Linked DNA regions of Mus musculus: region 2 is linked to region 1. A link is a contact called in public promoter capture Hi-C data. All regions are on one chromosome and are shown on one strand. The core of a region is the stretch at or near the end of the contact, and the rest is flanking DNA. Distances in the headings are between cores, read along the strand shown.

Region 1 (4,256 bases), core at 840-3,339:
GTAACGCGCCAGGGCCCAGATACCCAGAGAAGGCGGTCCAGATCCAGGCCCAGGCCTCTGCCCAACCTCAGGGCTCAAGGCCTTAGATTTTTCACACTGGGTAAAAACAAGGACGAAGGGTGGGTGAAGAAAACTCTACATCCACATACCCATGCTCCTGGATACACAAAGGCGCCGAGAAATACACAGAACACAAAGCCACAAACACAAAAACCCCTGGGCGACACAGAACAATTCAGGAGCTCCGGGGCAAACAGAAACACAAAGGTAACTCAGAGACACACTTATAGAGAAAAATCTACCAGATTCGCTAAAGGGGCCGAGGCGCATACAAAGGCGTAGACATCTTCACTATCTACACCTTCACGAGGACACACACAAAGACGTGTAAAAAACATGACATAGAAGCACGAGAGACGTGTACCGAAAACACACACACTCATTGCCTGGAAAGACGTAAGGACACACAAACACAAAATGTATGTGCACAGGAATACGGGTGCACACGTTCTCAATAGCTTCCGCGAGGCGGGAGCGCGGACACACACAGACACACTCCGATACCCACCGACACACACGCAGGTACTGGGGTGGGGCGGTGACCGCTAATCCTCCACAAAGCCGGGCCCCTCCGGGGGGCCCCCCCAGCACAGGGGGCCACTTCTGACCAAGCCTCCCTCAGGCTCCAAATCTGATCCGCCCTCTCGCCTCTAGCGGGGTCAGGGGACCCGCCCTCCGAGCCCTCCATCCCCTCCCGGCTTCGCGCCGCTGCTCCACAGCCGGAGGGGCCAGGGCCGCCCAGCAGCAGCTCGCAGGGGCTGTTAACTCCTGCCCTGGGACCGCACCATCCCTCCTGCTATTCCAGGACGAAACCCGCGCGGGAGTGGTGGGGCCGAAGGTACCCTGTTTCCCGATGCGACGTCTTCTAGTTTTCTCGCGGATGTCTGGCCGGATGCACCCAGGAGTCTCCAGCTGCGTGCCGCTGGCCTTGCGTTGCCCGCTGTCGAGGCCCACTTTGCCAAGGGTGGCCAGCGCTCAGTCTCTAACCCTGGCCAGGTCCCTTAGCCACAATGAAAGGGCACCGATTTCAGAGGTCACACAGATTTCCTTAGAACGACTGTACCCATGCCGTTCCAGGCCTCCACCCCTAGATCTTGAGGACACCACTTCTTACCTGCCCCTCATACTCCAAGCCTTGGGAGGCCCAGCCTTCGCCCACTGACCCCGGCCGGGAACAAGATATCTTTCCGAGCCCTGTTGACCCTCTTAACACTCTCTTGGTCTCAACCCGGGCCTGACCGTCCTCTTTCACCCAAGATCTCCCATTCTGGCTATGAGAGCCCCCTCAACTCATTCCCCCGCCCTATTTCTGCCAGGCCTGGGCTTTTTGGGACTACTTACTCAAACTACAGCCCTTACACCCCCTCCCCAGGTCAGGGTTCCCTTTGGCGAGTCCGGGGCCAGCGGTTCTTGCTTACATTTGATGTTCCCCATCCCTCGACCCTAGGAGCCCTCTCAGCACACCAGGCTGTCCGGTGCAGGCCCCGCCTCCCGAGGGGACACCAACTCAGACCCTGCGACCTACCTTAGACTACGAGTCCGGGTTTGGGCCAGCCGCTCCCGCCTGGCGCTGTCCCCTGGAGAAGTCGCTGCGTTCCCCGCCGTCCTCACAGTCTGGCCTCGCTTGGGGCCACTCCTCTGAGCGCTGGAGCTTAAAAAAAAAACAACAAAAATATTAATAATAAAAAAGGCAAGAAAGAAAAAAAAGAAAGCCTGATTTCCCCAACTCCCAAATCAATTTTTCAAGAGGGGTGGGGCACAGGATTTGTTTCGATGGCTAACCAAACTTCTGCCAATGGTGGACAGGATGGTCGCCTGGATTCAGGGCGCGGCACGGGGTGCAGGACGGGGGCTAAGGGAGCCCTCCCGCAGGGAGGGGGGGAGGCGACGGCACTATTTGACGTGGAGCAGCCGGCTCATCCCGGCGCAGTGATACGAGGCGCACCAATGAGTTCAAATGTCAGGAAGTTTGAGGAGGGGTGAGGCGGCTCGGGGCCGGAGTATCCCTCCGCCGCCAGCCCCAGCTCTAAACCGAGCGGCTCCTCGGGCGCACCATGGCACTGGAGTAGTGCGGGGAGCGCGCCTGGAGCCCCGCGGCCTGCTGCGCCCCGCCCGGGACCCTGCTGCGACGCCCGCGCCCCCCCAGCCCGCGGGGCCGCCCCTGCACCCCCGCCCCCTCCCCCGCCCGCCGCCGCCGCCGCCGCCTCCTCCTACTCCTCCGGGCGGCTCCGCGTGCCGCCCGCTGCTGCAGCCGGGACCCGGGGCTGACAAGCAGGTGACAGGCGAGCAGCGAGTGCGCGTGGCTGCGAGTAGCCGGTAGAGAGCGGCGCGCGGGGCTGCCAGCCGCCCGGGCCCTCCCGCACGACGCCGGGGCCCGGGGCCAGCGCGCCGCCGCTCCACGCTCGCCCCGGGGCAGCGGGCGGCCCCGACCCCGCGGGCGCCGCGCCTCCCCGGCTGCAGCGGAGCGGGCGGACGGGCCGGAGGGTGAGCGGCCCAGCCGGCGGGGTCCGCAGCGCGCCGGGCGTCCCATGGATATAGCAACAGGTCCCGAGTCGCTGGAGAGGTGCTTCCCTCGCGGGCAGACGGACTGCGCCAAGATGTTGGACGGCATCAAGATGTTGGACGGCATCAAGATGGAGGAGCACGCCCTTCGCCCCGGGCCCGCCACCCTGGGGGTGCTGCTGGGTGAGTGCTGGGTCGCAACGCTCGAATAGTGCGGGTCAGGGGGTAGGGTTGTCCGTCGTGCCGCTGTGGATACCGGCGTGAGGGGCAAAGAATAAAGAAAATAGGTTTTCAGGACGTGGGGAGGGGGTCCGGACCCCTGGAATGACCACCGGAGGGGTAACAAGCACACCGAGACAGAGCTCCCTGAGGGGAAAACGTTCAGGGACGTCACCTAGACAGAGGACTGAACAGCCTCAGCCGTCACTCACACCGTCCTCTCCGGGTCTGGGTTCTAGTGCTGCTACACTGGACTGAGCTGGGGTGGGAAGCGGGTGGCAGGGATGCTGGAGAACCAAGTTGTCTCCTTAGAGCCCGGGAGAGAGGCCAGGTCACCTGGGGAAGGGGAGCTTTTAGAAGAGAAAACTATCCCCGGGTCTATCCCAACCGCGGTTCTTGGGGTAGAAGGTTCCAACAGCATCGTGGGGCGTGTCAGCCAGCGAGTGTCCTGGCCTCACCTCGCTGGTTGGGTTCCAGCCGGCCACCCCGCGCGGAGCTCCTTCTCGTTGGTAATAACACCATCCGCTGGATCTCCGCGAGCGGGGAGAGCGCAGCGCCCAGCCAAGGCTGCAGGCCCTCGGCCTCACGGCGCCCCAGCTTACGGAAAGGAGCGTGCTGTCTAGGGCTGCCGGGTCTCTGGCTCGCCGGCTGGGGTCCTCAGGCGACGGGAGGCGCTCCGGGGCTGGGCCAAGCGGCGCTGACGGCCCGGCTCTCGCCCTGTGCGCTGCAGGCTCCGACTGCCCGCATCCCGCCGTCTGCGAGGGCTGCCAGCGGCCCATCTCCGACCGCTTCCTGATGCGAGTCAACGAGTCGTCCTGGCACGAGGAGTGTTTGCAGTGCGCGGCATGTCAGCAAGCCCTCACCACCAGCTGCTACTTCCGGGATCGGAAACTGTACTGCAAACAAGACTACCAACAGTAAGCGCCTCTCGCCCTCCTCTCTTTCCCCGCCATGGACCAGCACTCCAGCCCGGCCGGTCCCTGCCGGGAAGGGCCCACGCCGCCCTGCGGCCGGCTCTGCGCTCCACTGGGCCCGGCAGCTCCGATGGCTCAAAGGGCTGCGTGTCTCCGGGCTGGGGCGAATCATCTCCTTCCAGCCGACAGTGGTGGGGTGCCCCTAGGTGCCATCTGTTGTCCCGGAAACCTGCGCAGAGTGACTGAATTGGGGTACAAGACAAAGCCCGGGGCGGACTGGTCGGTCGATACGATGTTTGTCCTGGGAGAGGGCTTGGCCCCTCTAAAGCCTGAAGTGGGGACAAGAATATATTTTCCAAGAAAGGCATTGCTTTAGAGAGCCAAGCCTGACTGTGTTTCCCCAGTTCAAGAGCGTCTGGGGTTCCTGGAGCAGGGAGGTGGGTGCTGGACCCTGGCTGCGATGCAGGCGGGAGATCTCCACCCTGGCTGGCTCCTTGCGCCACTTTTCTTCTCTGGTAAAGAGAAATGGGTGTCCTTCTTCCTAAACCGTTCCATACGGGA
Region 2 (4,256 bases), core at 760-3,259, about 41 Mb before region 1:
TTAAAGAGGTGGGATTGTTTTTTTTTTTTTTTTTTTTTTTTTTTTCCAGCAAGCTTGCCTGTAGAAATAAGTTGGCGCTAAGGGGAAGAGGTGAAAAACTTTTGGCATTGACTATATATGTATACACATGTATATAAATATATTTCACACCTCACCTCCCCTTACATTCTTGACGCGCCCCCAACGGGTCCAAGGTTAAAAAGAAAGCGCCAACAGACAGATGGGCAATTAGATCAGAGGTTTACCCCCTAACACACCCCAATATGCTGGGTGTGTCTCAAGGCGGGAAGGAGGGGGGCCCGGGTTAGGGTCTCAGTTAGTCCTGTGACCGGGATGCAAAACCAGCATCAAGACTGCCAGGCTCTCTAGGCTGCTTCGGAAGCTCACGCGCTAGACCACTGTGTCCTGTCCCTGTCTTCCGTGGACCTCGCCAGTGCGGACAAAGCTCTGCTTCTGGGGCAGCAGGCGGGCAAACTGGCACGACGCATCTGAGTCGGGCAGGGTGGGGCGCAAGCGCGGGAGGAGATGAGCGCATTTGAGTGAAGATTGATCTTCCTTAAAATGGTTGCCACCGGCGTCATTATGACTATCAAAGTTATCGCCAAGAGGCTCAGCCTCCAGCCTCAGGCGGGAAGGAGAAGAGGCAAGGCTGGTTGGAGACTCTCTGTGCCCCCAGTCAGCACCAGGAACACCGGGGGCCACAGGTAAGGGCCTAGGGTGGAGGAGGGGGAGGATGGAGAAGTGGAAGAAGAACAAAGTGGGAAAGGAAGGGAGGCAGCAGGAGATTCCATTCCCTCCACTTTGACCCCCAAAACCCAGTTACTTCACCACGAATTCCTCTATTTGAGAAGGGTGGGAGAAAGCCGGCAATTTTAAAAAGTGGGTTCTGTGATGGGGAGCTATGGTACGGTAAATCATGATTGTGTTTAAAGTTAGCTGTCAATTTCTACTATCAGATCCTCCAGTCTAGTTTATTTCCCCTAAGGGAGAATGCGAGGGTGAGAAGCTTATCCATCAGAGGATTATAAAACAAAAAATCTAAGGTCTTCGAGTTCAGAAGTTAGCCTGCAAGCAGTGGTAGAAAATAAGAGAAGATGTAATGATTTCCACTTGGAGGCACGGCACGGGTCCTGTGTACCTCCTCAGCCACGTAGCAAGAAAGCATTTTCAAAAGTCTACAAGATATATTCTCTCTCTCTCTCTCTCTCTCTCTCTCTCTCTCTCTCTCTCTCTCTCTCTGTGTGTGTGTGTGTGTTGGAGGGGAGAATCAAGACTGAGAGGAAAAAGTAAGGAGAGAGAAAGAACTCAGAATTCTATTTGTTAAATAAAATACTCATTATTAATATTTGGTTCTTAAAACAGAAAGATAAGTAATCCTGACAGGAGTGGGCGCGAGGTCTTCTTACGCAACTCTTCCTGTATCCTCCCCTTTACCCGCCCCCCTTACGCCCCCAGCTTGTAAATGTTAAGGCAAAACAAAACAAAACAAAACAAAACAAAAACTTCTCAAGAATCTACCCTGGAAAAATCAAAGCATTATCTATTATTTAACACGTATCTGTGTTCGTGGAGAAATGAGGAAGGCGCTGCATGATTAGGACCTAAGGGGCAACCCAGCAAACTGAGAGCGTAATGATGCCCCTAAATGAAGGGGGAAATGCGCCGCGGCGTGCTCTATTAATCAGACTGTCAATTTCACCCCCGAGGCCAAACCCCCGGGCGAGCAGAACTGGCTGGGAGCGGGCAAAGGACCGGAGCCTTCTTCCTCACTTCTCGTGTCTTCTCGTCTCCTACCTGGATCTATTTGTCTGCTCTGAAGTCGCCTTCATTACCCACTGACAGGAGCGTGTATTTATTTGCTTATAAACCTGTTACAATAAATGATTATTCGAACGGCGTCATTCGTACCTTAATGACGAGCGGGCGCTACTTTTTGATGAATGACATCTCCGACTCGGAAGGATGTATGGGTCATTTTGACCAGTCATTCCCTCGCTCTGGCATCCCACAATTTTTTCCGCCTCCCTCCAAAAGAGATAATAATATTTAGAGCCGCTTGCTGGGGCTGAATGAGAATCAGCCCTGGGCGCAGCCCATCATTAAGACGGGACAGCCAGGCCACTGTGACATTTTTTAGAAAGCTGAGATGATGGAAAGAATAAGAAAAGAGATGATTCTGATGGAAAGAGGGCTCCACAGCCCTACTGCTGGCAAGAGGTTCTCCAGTTTGTCCGATTCAGCTGGCGGTGCTGTGCTCGAGGCCCTGGAAAATTCGCAGCACCCGGCTCGCCTCAGTCCGCGCCTGCCGTCCGCCCCGCTGCACGGAGCTCTGGGAGACCTCCCCGCCAAAGGCAAATTCGAAATAGACACTTTGTTCAACCTGCAGCACCCGAGCAGCGAAAGCACCGTCTCCTCCGAAATTGCCTCCGCTACCGAGAGCCGCAAGAAGCCTAGTCATTATTCCGAAGCGGCCGCCGAGGCCGACATGAGCAGCGACGTGGAGGTGGGCTGCTCCGCACTGCGCTCCCCCAGCGGCCTGGGCGCTGCACCGCTCAAGGAAAACAATGCCAAAGGTAACCGGGTACCCGCAGACTCCAGCCTCATCCTCTGGGCTCTCTCGAGGGCCTGGCCAGCCCTTTCCACACCTTAGCGGGTCTCTGACTCTTAACTAAAGTGCTTCACAGAGCTGGCAGGGGCAGGGGAGGGATGCATACTAAAAACTGGTCCCTCTGGCTCTGTTCTTTGAGCATCCCAGCACAGCCCGGGCCTGTGGAGCCTAGGGAGCCAGGCCCAAGCGCCCAGGCTCCTGCCTGAATCGAAGCAAATGTTTCGCTTGCCGATCTAAGAGCTGGGGCGTAAGAGCTGGGGCGAGGCGACACAGCGCTGCTAGCCCGGGTGGCTTAGTTGCTTTTTGGGAAGGGTGCCCTGGACAGGAGCTCCGAACTCAGTTGCTTCTGGAGCCCCCAGGGCCGGGTAGAGGGGACACTCCTCTGGATAAGTCTGAGACAGAGAGTCTGGCCTCGCACCTCTGCTCAACCGCTTAAGTCAGCGGACAGAAAAGAGTTTGAAAAGTGGGCGCCTCCTTCCCTTTACTGGCTTGAGCTTGAGCTGCAAATGCTTTGAAAATCCTAAGATATTTTAACCCCAAAGGCTGTCAAAGAAAGATTGGAAGCCGCATAAAGAGCTGCCCTATGGTTCCTAGACTGTCAAACCCACAGCTTCTTAAACTGGTTCCAAGGTAGGCATTCTTCCCCAGCAAATTTTCCTACCGAGTGGTAATTTTCTAATTATTGGAAAAAGAACAACCTTTTCAAATTCTGTTTCTATTATTTGGTTAGGAAGGGCTCCCCAAACTTCATTGATTTCATTAACGGCAGCAATTTGTAAGCCTGACAGATCCCATCAATTTTGACAGCGACTTTCCTTCTCAAAGCCTCTTTTGCCACCAGCTAGCAACCCCAACTCAGGGTTCTCGGTCCCTACAACTACTCATGAGCTGTGAACTGTTTGTTTGCTAGGGTACACGGAGAGCGGCTCCGTCGCGGGCACCACGACGTCGGCTTCCGGCTCGGGCCTCGGTAGTCTGCATGGAGGCGGCGGCGGCGGCAATAGCGGGGCTGCGGCGTTGGGCGGCTCTGGCTCCGGTTCCGGCGCCGATCAGGTGCGGCGATACCGTACGGCATTCACCCGCGAACAGATCGCGCGCCTGGAGAAAGAGTTCTACAGGGAGAACTACGTGTCTCGGCCCCGCCGGTGCGAGCTGGCCGCTGCACTCAACCTGCCCGAAACCACCATCAAGGTATCTATTCCAGCGCATGCCCGCTCAGACCTCCCTCGGGGCGCTTGGGTTGATTTGTCTCACGCCCGCCCCATATTTTCCCCTTCTGGGTGGTGAGAAATCGGTGTGGAAATCCACCGGGTTTTGTCACCGAAGGAGTAGGCTTATTTACTTCTCCTGTGCCGAATTGTAATCGGTTGACAGGCCTGGCTCACCCGAGGAGCCCTGAATCCCAAGGTCGGTGCTTCAGACCCGGCCCTTCGCCTTGCCCAGTTCTGCCCAACGGCTGCCCAGGTGCCCTCTTACTTGTGCCCAAGGTCCTACTCCACCCTAAGCGGCAGGGCGGGCTGGTTTTTGTTTCTCCGGCACAAACCCGAGGTGCAACTTTTCATTCGTTCCTGATCTATGTGAGATGTATTTTTCACATAAAGCGTTGCTACCCGAAGAAAAGGTTACAGTATTTTTAAAAATCGATTGG

What was found. Promoter capture Hi-C pulls out the DNA fragments that hold promoters and counts their contacts.
Region 2: a contact with region 1 is called in a promoter capture Hi-C map of embryonic stem cells, with 5 read pairs. The contact joins the promoter of Evx2 here to the promoter of Lmx1b in region 1. A contact is called at or near these places in 5 of 39 promoter capture datasets (cranial neural crest, embryonic stem cells, maxillary cranial neural crest and 1 more).

Annotation. Positions count from the first base shown.
Region 1 is chr2:33,638,931-33,643,186 of GRCm38.p6, reverse strand. Lmx1b (LIM homeobox transcription factor 1 beta) reads left to right here and starts at 2,089. Exons shown (of 8, transcript NM_010725.3): 1 at 2,089-2,745; 2 at 3,512-3,698. The coding sequence starts at 2,589. Gm39790 (a long non-coding RNA gene) reads right to left here and starts at 3,526. Exons shown (of 3, transcript XR_866136.3): 1 at 3,240-3,526; 2 at 2,957-3,117; 3 at 2,716-2,808. It overlaps C130021I20Rik (Riken cDNA C130021I20 gene), which reads right to left and starts at 1,994. Exons shown (of 3, transcript NR_046275.1): 1 at 1,843-1,994; 2 at 1,586-1,711; 3 at 1-1,060.
Region 2 is chr2:74,657,310-74,661,565 of GRCm38.p6, reverse strand. It overlaps Evx2 (even-skipped homeobox 2), which reads left to right and starts at 2,009. Exons shown (of 3, transcript NM_007967.3): 1 at 2,009-2,573; 2 at 3,519-3,799. The coding sequence starts at 2,147. It overlaps Gm31790 (a long non-coding RNA gene), which reads right to left and starts at 15. Exons shown (of 3, transcript XR_374674.2): 1 at 1-15.